Regions from separate parts of the Sus scrofa genome. Here all the other regions are linked to region 1. Evidence: chromatin contacts called from public Hi-C data. All regions are on one chromosome and are shown on one strand. Each heading gives the region's core, a stretch centred on a gene start, on an enhancer-like site or on the middle of the called end of the contact. The rest is flanking DNA. Distances are from core to core; before and after follow the strand shown.

Evidence for each region. Hi-C and Micro-C count contacts between places; a contact is called where the count stands out from the background.
Region 2: a contact with region 1 is called in a Hi-C map of epiblast stem cells, with 2.9 times the contacts expected there. The contact joins the promoter of IRX4 here to the promoter of IRX2 in region 1. A contact is called at or near these places in 3 of 47 Hi-C or Micro-C datasets (brain, embryonic fibroblasts and epiblast stem cells).
Region 3: a Hi-C map of embryonic fibroblasts shows a contact between it and region 1, with 2.8 times the contacts expected there. The contact joins the promoter of IRX1 here to the promoter of IRX2 in region 1. A contact is called at or near these places in 10 of 47 Hi-C or Micro-C datasets (adipose tissue, alveolar macrophages, brain and 6 more).

The regions. Positions count from the first base shown.
Region 1 is chr16:78,304,278-78,307,268 of Sscrofa11.1, forward strand. It overlaps IRX2 (iroquois-class homeodomain protein IRX-2), which reads left to right and starts at 1,592. Exons shown (of 5, transcript XM_021076829.1): 1 at 1,592-1,945. The coding sequence starts at 1,697. C16H5orf38 (protein CEI) reads right to left here and starts at 1,469. Exons shown (of 5, transcript XM_013984941.2): 1 at 668-1,469; 2 at 371-488. The coding sequence starts at 965.
Region 2 is chr16:78,938,551-78,941,541 of Sscrofa11.1, forward strand. IRX4 (iroquois-class homeodomain protein IRX-4) reads left to right here and starts at 1,483. Exons shown (of 5, transcript XM_003134165.4): 1 at 1,483-1,864; 2 at 2,349-2,600. The coding sequence starts at 1,820.
Region 3 is chr16:77,699,589-77,702,579 of Sscrofa11.1, forward strand. It overlaps IRX1 (iroquois-class homeodomain protein IRX-1), which reads right to left and starts at 1,501. Exons shown (of 5, transcript XM_021076840.1): 1 at 1,174-1,501. The coding sequence starts at 1,449.

The sequences.
Region 1 (2,991 bases), core at 342-2,841:
CCGAAATGCTACAACTTTGGCCACTCCTGGAGCCGCCTAAACTACCCAGCTGGGAGCCTAGAGCTGCCAGTGGGGAGTGGGGGGTAGGGAGCCTCAGGCCTGAGCTGCCACCTACAGAGTTCTCCCCAGCAGGTCAACCCCCCAAGAAGGCCTCCCAGGAAGTGGCACCTGCCGGCCCCTCCGTGGGTGTCCTGAATGCCCACCAGGGAGCCTCCCCTGACCCCCTCCCCCAACTGGGTCGCCAGACGCCCTCTTCCACTGGCCTCAGTGAGGGAGGGTGGAGGAGGTATGGGGCCAGGGTGTTTTCCAGGGCCCTCTGCTAAGCATCTTGCCCCCTGGCCCTGCTAGGCACCTCCAGGTCGCATGTTACCTGAGCCACCTGTGCTGCCAACTGCGCCGGCCGTCCCACCAGCCTGTCGCTTTCTCGTCCCTTCCGAGTGACGGCGAGGTTTCAGCGGTCTGTCCGGTGACAATCATTCGCCCGAGTGCTTTACAACACAAATCCGAGAGAGGAGACAACTTATTAAAACATAATAAAACAAAAAACCCTTTGGGGGCGGCGTCTTGCCGGCTGAAGCACGGAGGCGAACGCTGGAACACTTTCTAGAGCGCAGAGCCCTAACACTCGGACGGGGTTTCCACAAGGACTTTGGGGCAAAAAGCTCACCTCCGGGCCCTCCTGGCAGTTCGCCAGGAAAGCACCCCGGATCCGGGTCCCGCGGGGACATGTCGGGCGGCGGGGCAGGCGACCAAACGCGCGGCCACGCAGGGAGCCTTGCGCCGTGCTGCGGGCTGGACGGACCGAGGAAGGTGGAAGCGAGAGCCGCGCACGCCCCCCCCAGGAGGACACGGGCCTCGGTGCCACACCGCTTCCACTTCGCCGTGGCTCCCGGCCCGGACACTGGTGTCCCGTGCGCAGTCACCTGGGCCGACCTCCTCGCGGCGAAGAGGGGGGCACGGGCCATTCGTCCCCCAAGTGGAAGCGGATGGCCTCTGCCTGGTCCTTGCGGGCCGAACTGGGGCGGATCAGGGGCAGAGGGCCCGCGCGACGGGGGCCGGGGGGCTGGCCGCGGAAGGTGGGGGCGGGGGGGCGGGGGCGGGGGCCGGGAGTCCGCGCGAGTGGGAGGGGTGCGCACCGCTCGGCCAGGCCGGGCTGCGGGGCCGCGGGCCGCGGGCTAGGGCTGCGCGAGAGGCGACTGCGCCACAAAAGCCTGTGCGTCGCTCCCGCCTCCCGCTCCCTCCCTCCCTGCCTCCCGCCTCCTGCTCCCCGCCCGCCCCTCCTCCGGCCGCGACCGGGCGGCGGGTGCGGGCGGAGCGGGCGGAGCAGGGGAGGGGGCGGGCACCCGAATATGCAGATGAGCGCGTGACGGACAGCTCCGCGTTCCAATGTCCCTCGGAAACTCGAGCGCTCCTTCCTCAACTCCTCACTCCCGACTCCAGACTCCCCCAAACCCCGACCGCCGGCCTGGCGCGCGGCTGCGCCCACCGGCTCCGCGCTGCCGCCGCCGCCGCCGCCGCCGCAGCCCCGCCGCTCCCCCGGCCCGCGGGCCGCCCGGGCTAGTGCGCGGGCCGGCCAGTCTCGGCCCGCGGTCCCCGCGCCCGCCGCCGCGCCGCGCCCCGGCCGGGCGTGGATGGAGGGCGCCGCGCGCCCTGCCCGCTGCTCGGCGTGACGCGGGCCCCGCGCCCCGCGCCCACCATGTCCTACCCGCAGGGCTACCTGTACCAGGCGCCCGGCTCGCTGGCGCTCTACTCGTGCCCGGCGTACGGCGCTTCGGCACTGGCGGCGCCGCGCAGCGAGGAGCTGGCGCGCTCGGCGTCGGGCTCGGCGTTCAGCCCTTACCCGGGCTCCGCGGCCTTCACCGCGCAGGCGGCCACGGGCTTCGGGAGCCCGCTGCAGTACTCGGCCGACGCCGCCGCCGCCGCCGCCGGCTTCCCGTCCTACATGGTAACCGCGCGCGGGAGAGCGGGCTGGGAGGCGGAAGATCCCGATCGTGGCGCGGGCGGAGCGGGGCCGGGCAGAGGCGAGCGGGGCCGCGGGGAACGAGCCGTGGGCGGTGGCTCTGGAGCCGCCGCGCCGCTGGCGGGACGAGAGGCCGGGGCGAGGGGCAGGGCGGCTGGCCGGAGACGATCTCGAGCGCGCCGCGCTGCTTCCCCTGGGCTCCCGGGGTCGTTTTCCTCCGGAGCCTGTGAAGTGCGGCTCCGCTGGGGTCGGGATGGGATCTGCGCTAGGTTGTCCTTTCTCGCGCCGAAGCCGGGCGAGGCGTCCACAGCGGCCGGGGCTGGGTTCTCTGGGAGAAGCGCGCGAGGGTCGGGGCCACTGGGGCTTCCGGGGCGATGGCAGGGCGTTTAGCATTCGCTTGCGGGGCTCGGGGTCGCCAGGCTGGGGAAGGGAGGGGAGCATCGGGCGGCGGCCCCGGGGCCCGGCCTGGTCGGGCCAGGTCTCAGACTTAATCTGTCCCACAGGCCGCGCTTTCGAAAAACGTGTCGGAGGCCATATGGCCCGCAAGTGCCGCCTCGGTGCCCCGCGCACCGAGAGCAGGTCCCACATCCCCGACCCGGGGTGGGCCCGCGCTCTTTGGCTTCTGCGGCTGGGCCCGGCCCGGGTGGTGGCAAAGCGCGTTTTACACCTTGGAGGCCGTTTCGGGGGGGTTGTGGCCACCTCCCGCCCTCGGCTGAATTCCAGGGCAGCGACGGAGTAGCGGGGGCCCGGGCAAAGGCTGTAAAAGTCTGGAATTTAAACGTTACAGGCTGAATTAAAATGCTAATTACCGCGTATTTGAAGAATTCGAAACGGTGACTGGCTTCTGAGTTGCAAATTGGATTTGCCGAGCTTTAGAGCGGTGAATAGCGGAGCGGGGGCTCCGGGGTGGTTTTTTAACCGTAGAAGGGCGGGGAAGGGGGGCCGGGGGAGGCTGCAGCACTTGGAAGGGCTGGAGAAATTTAGATATCAAGAAGCTACCTGTGGGCCTGTGCGTGCGTCTGTATTCGCGT
Region 2 (2,991 bases), core at 233-2,732, 630 kb after region 1:
CTACAGACGCTAAACTGTCTGAATAATTTGCATGGAGCGGCTATTCATTATTTCCGATGATTTTCCTTTGCAAGCAGCTCGGACGTGGCCGGCTGCGGTCCAACGCGATCGGAGAACTCGTATTTTCATCTGTAAATTAAAGCAATTACGCAGCAGATATTATATGATGGTACCGTGGTCTCCAGATAGTCATCAATCACCTTCAACCGAGCTGTCAGAGCCGGCAGATTTCGTTTCTGGGAGGCAGCTTTGCAGCTGGGAGAGGGCGAGAACGTCACCATTAATTAGAGGGTGACCCCGGGGCGATTCGCAGGTCTGAACCCAGGATTCTCTCCCAGCAAGTCTGCACAGCGCCGCCGTGCACGGCTCCCTCCCCGCCGCCGAGCGAGCGGGAGGCCCGGCCGGGCCAGAGCAGCCGGGGCGAGCCCGGGCCCCCGCAGGGCGGGCGGCGCAAAAGGCGGGGAGCGGGCTCGGGGTGGCCCCGGCGCCGCCCTACCGCCTGCGCGCCAGCCTCCGCTGTGCCCTCGGGCACGGTCCCAGGGCCGGGACTGGCTGCGGAGGGCTGGGGCGGGCCCTCGACCGCTCCCCAGACCGCTCCCCGCGCCCTGGGCTGGGAAGGGCGTCCCGGCCCAGCGCCTCCTCCGCGGGTTCCCAGCCCTGAAGGTCGCCGGGAGGAGGCGCGCGGCGGGAGGGGCCCCGAGCGGAGTCGGGAAGCCCGCCGGTCCCAGCGCGCTGGCCTGTCCGGCAGTCCCCGCTTTAGCCGCGAGGGGCAGGGGGAGCCGAGGGAGGGCGGCCCGCGGAGGCGGATGGGGGAGCCCAGCGAGGGCCGGGGCGCCGGGCTGGAACTCGCAGACGCGGCGGCCGAGAGAGGCCAGGCCTGCGGTTCCCCTGAGCCCTGGGGCGCTGGGCCCAGGGGAAGGCCCAGGCCCCCACTCTCAGGGCGCTCTGACCCCCACATGCGGACGCGCTGGCGGCCGCTCCATGGCCGGCGGAGGGCTCGAACTGGCTGGAGGCCTTGCGGCTCCGGTTAAACAATAGCCGGGCCCGCGCCGCCTTCGGCCGCCGCGCCGGCCGGCGGAGCTGCCTGCCTTCCCGCTGGCGGGGCGCGCGGAGAGCGGAAGCCTGGCCCGGGCGCCCGCGCGGGGCTCATTTGAACTGTTGATCACATCTGCAGCGAAGACTCACTCGTGTCCCCCTCATACGTCTCATTTGTAATTGAGACTAATGATTACAGTGGGGCGGGAAGGAGCAGCTGCTCATTAATTAATTTCTAATTAAAAGTGCCTCCCGTCCTCGGTGACGAAGGAGAAGCACCGTTCGTCGGGGCGGTATTGACTCCCCGGATGAAATCCATTTGTTCCAGCCGCGCGCCCTCCGCCCCGGGCGGCGCGGCCCGCCTGTCCCCGCCCCGCCCGGCCGCGGCCGCGGCCGAGTGACCCACGCGTCTGCGGCCCGGCCGGCTGCGCGGCGTGGGGCTGACGTCAGAGCCTCCGCCGCTTAAAGCCGCGCACCGCTGACTTGACGGATTCGCGCGTCTCCTTTTTCTTTTCTTTTTGGCAAAATATGTATTTGTGTCCCTGCTTCGAGGCCGGGCGGTCCCAGAGCCCCCTCCAAGCTCCGGCGCGCGAAGCTAAAGCCGAGCCTCACTTTCCTACTCAGTTAGAAAAGTTCGCGGAGCAGGCGGCCGAAATAACCTGCTCTTCTGCTTCGCCCTCCCAGCGCCTAGAAGCCGGTGGCCCCGGAGCAGTGGCCGCGGCCCGCCGGGCCCCTCGCGCAGGACCCCGCCGGCCCTGCCTGCCGGCCCCGGGCCGCGCCCGCCATGTCCTACCCGCAGTTTGGGTACCCCTACTCCTCCGCACCCCAGGTAAGAGGGCCCCGCGGGGCCGCTGGAAAGCCGTCCAGCAGCCCGCAGTCGCTTCCCAGCGCCCAGGCCCCGTGCCACGCACCCCTCGCGCCCCACCCCGGGGAGGGCAGAGGCGCTGAGGCAATCCGACGGGCAGGGCCAACCTTTCCCGTTATGTTTGTCCTCCACCCCCTACGGGCTCTGTCTGAGGCTACGCCCCGGGGAGCCCCCGCGGGACCAAGGGAGATGTGGCACAGGAGGACGCGCTCCCTGCGCGGCCTTGGAAACCTCCCGGGAGGGTGTGACCACTCCGGACCAGGACGGGCTGGGCCCCACGTGGCCAGGGGAGGCCAGGCGCAAAAGCTCGCCGCGGAAAGGAATGCGCGGCCCGCCGTGGATGGCGGTAGCTCCGGGGGCCTGGGGTGCGCGCTCCCGCTCCCGGCGGCGCGCGGGCGGACGGAGGCCCGGCTCCCGCCCTTCCTCGCGGCTCCTCTCTCTCCCGCAGTTCTTGATGACCACCAACTCCCTGAGCACGTGCTGCGAATCGGGGGCCCGCACGCTGGCCGACTCGGGGACGGCTGCCTCGGCCCAGGCGCCCGTCTACTGCCCGGTCTACGAGAGCCGGCTGCTGGCCACCGCGCGCCACGAGCTCAACTCAGCCGCGGCGCTGGGCGTCTACGGGAGCCCCTATGGCAGCTCGCAGGGCTACAGCAACTACGTGACCTACGGATCCGAGGCGTCTGCCTTCTACTCGCTGGTAAGGGAGGGAGCGGATCACAAACGCCTCCCTGCCACGCCAGGCCCCCAACCTCGGTGCGCCAAACTCGCTTTCCCCGAACTCTGGAGGCAAGGGGCGAGTCCCGGATCCCGGGCTTTGGGGACTGGAGAAGCAGGCCTTGGCTCCCTCGGACTCAGCACCTCTGAGCCTGGTCCTTCAGACTCCACCAGGGCCAGGGTTGGGTGTCCTGGTAGGAGGGATTTGTTTTCTGCTCTCTGCTAAGTTCTGGTCGGATGCCCGGTTCTGTGGGAGCTCACACGGGCCTCCCCCCACCCCACTAGCTTCCCTCCCCCTCACGCCTCCGGGCCTCCCCCTTCCTCTCCTCCTCCTGGCACCTCCCCACTTCTCCCCTTCTGTCCCCTTCCCTGTC
Region 3 (2,991 bases), core at 251-2,750, 600 kb before region 1:
AGAGAAACAGGCTCTCCTTTCAAAACTATAAGAAAAGTTACAGGAAAACGCAGTGTCCGCTTCGCTCGCACACAGGAGTCGGGGACTTATTTCCTGTCTCTTCCTCGGGGAGTGGGAGACTCGGGGGGTGCCTGAAATTTGCATGATCCCGCTGGCAGCAGGGCAGGAGGGGGCTGCCTGCCCGACCTCCTCGACCGGCGCGCGGTTCCCAGCAGCCCAAAGTTGAAGCCGGACTTCGCAGTCAGACCTAGGAAAATGGATCCTCTGGAACGACAGACTGGCCAGCGGCCCCGCGGAGCATTAAATCTGCAAACCCCACTCCCATCTGACACCCACCGGGACAGGAGGCTAAGAGGACGGCATTTCTTTAAAGCCCAGGGCGCTGTTCTCTCTAATCCTCCATTATGTAACGCAGGAAGAAAAGTACTTTTCTCTCGGTGCAAATGAAAACTTTGGCAACTTAGCAAACTCAAAGGCAACATCCTTTCAGACGCCAAAAATGATTTCCACTTATTTTTTTGTTTGTTTGCTTAATTTCACATTTGCACTCAGGCCATTAAGAGCCCTCGGCCCCATCCCGTCTCCATTGTTCGGCTTATTTTGACCGACTCTGCGAGGCTCTACAGGGTTCCCTCTGGCAAACTCGGATACAACTGCAAGAGCCTCTGCCAAAGAGGGAGAAAATCGAGTCTCCCCGGCCCAGTCCCAGAGCCCCAAAGGTCGCGCGCTCCTGCGTGGGCCCGCGGCCCGGGAAGGGGCGTCCGGGTAAACCGGGCCGAGCCGCCGCGCTGGAACCCGGGCCGCGGACCCCGCCGCCGCCACCGAGCTGCCAGCCAGGGGCGACTTTGGCCCCGGCCCCCAGCGCGGGCCGCACACCCCGGGCCTGCTCCCGTGGCCTCCGGCCTCTCTCGGAGGACCCCCCCCCCGCGCGCCGCCCCCGCTGCGTGGCCCAGGCCTCTCACCTCCCCGCGGCCCCGGCCGATCGCGGGGCCGTTCCCGGCCGGCCTCGCCCCGCTCCTGCGGCCCCCGCCGCCTCGGACCCGCCGGCAGGGCCGCTGCGGCTCCCCGCCCGGGCCAGCTCCGCCCGCCCGCCCGCCCGCCGGCCCCTCCGCGCGCCGCGCCGCCCCGGCTACCGCGGCCCCGGGCGCCGCCGAGCAGGCCGGGCGCACTCACCATCTGCGAGAAGAGGCTGAGGTCGGCGGCGTAGGGCAGGAAGGCGCTGTAGTTGGGCGCGCCCGCGTACGGTCCGGCCGCCGCGTACATGCCCAGCACCGAGGTGACGGCGGCCGCGCCCGCGCCCGCGCCCAGCTCCGCCGCCCCGGGCCGGCCCGACGAGGCGGCGGCAGCGGCGGCGGCCGCCGCGGCCAGCACCCCCGGGCGCTCGCCGCCGTAGGCGCCGGGCCCCGCGGCGCTCAGGTACTGCGGGTAGCCCAGCTGCGGGAAGGACATGTCCGCGGACTCGGCGGCGGCGGCGGGCGACTCTTAAAGGGGCGGGGGTGGGGGGAGGCCGAGGCGGGGGGGGGGGGGGCGCGGCGGGGGGGAGGGGGCGGCCGGCCGGCCGGCCGGGCGCGCTCGGGCCGGCCCGGAGGCGGGGGCCGGTGGCTGCTTCTCGGCCCGGTGCTCGCTGGCGCCCGGCTCCCGGCTGCGCCCGGATCCGCGATCGCGCGCCGACTGCGGCGGCCGCCCTCCGCTCGGCGGCGGGGCTTTCAGACACAATTTGAAGTTGATGCTTTGATTGGCATCCCCTTGAGCGCTGGCCCCGCCCCCGGCTCCCCTCCGCCCCCTCCTCGCCTCCCGCCCGCCCTCGCCGGCCGCTCCCGCCCCTCCCGGCGAGCACGTGGTGCCCCGCGCCGGCCGGGCCATCTCCGCCCGCGGTGGCCGCTCGAGCGGCCGGGCTTAGAGTGCGGGCCCGGCGGCCGCGGGCTCCGTCCCGATCGGTCCCCACGGCTGTCTGACAGCCCGTCGACGCCGGCTTATAGCTGTCGGACACCGGGGTTTGCTGTTTCGCAGCGGAGGTGTGCCTGCGCTCTCACAAAAACACCTCGGCGCCGGCTCTTCTGCGCTGGGGACGGCGGGGAAGGGGCTGGCCCGAGCGCGGTGACAGCCGGCGGGGAGCGAGCGGCCTCTCCTCTGAGATCGGTGCTGCCTTGGCCTTCCGGGGACGTCTCTGGCAGAAGTGCCACGAAGCCGGCGTGGCGGGACACCTGACGCGGGCATGGCGTCCCTGGGACCCCCGCTAGGACCTCACAGGCCACCCGGCAGTGACGGTCCTCGCTGCACTTGGAGAAGGAGCACTGCGAGCTTTTCCAGCTGAAAACTTTAAGAAAGGGCAAGCCCAGCTGGGAAGCCCCTTGCCCGGGGAAAGCTGATGGCCGGTTCTTGGGCGTGAGGGGATCTTTTCTTTGCGGAGAAAGCATCGTTGCGGCGGGAGGGAAATAACCCGCCCCCACCCGGAGATGGGAGAAGGCTGCGTGTCCGGGACACCCCTCGCTTGTCCACTAGGTGTGCAAACACAGGAAGTAAACTTGGGTGGAGTGCGCCAGTTCCCAGCCGCGCCGCGACCAGGCCGGGGACAGGGCATCCCTCTTCTCGCTCCCTCTCCGCTCCTATCCTGTGCGGGAAGAGCCAACGGCCCGGCCGCGATGCGCGGGCTCTGGGAGGCTCCGGTCGCCCGAGGTCTGGCGGGGCTGGGGCGCAGACGCCGAGGGCACGGTCCTCCTCGCCTCCCCAAGCCCTGGACCGCTCGGCCGGGTTGCTTCTGAGCTGCGCTCGCTGGCTTGGTCCTGGAGACCGGCGAGGAACGCGCCCGCGGTACCTGCCTCGGCTCCCTGAGGTCACTTTGCGCGCCCCAGCTCCTAAGCGGCAACCAGAGGCAAGCAGGTACTCCCTGGTGCTGTGCTCCGGGCTCGCAGAAACCTACAAAAATGTCATCCACGGACGTGGGTGTCGGCCTTGGTTTGGGCCCATTTGGGACAACAGAACCGAAGCAGG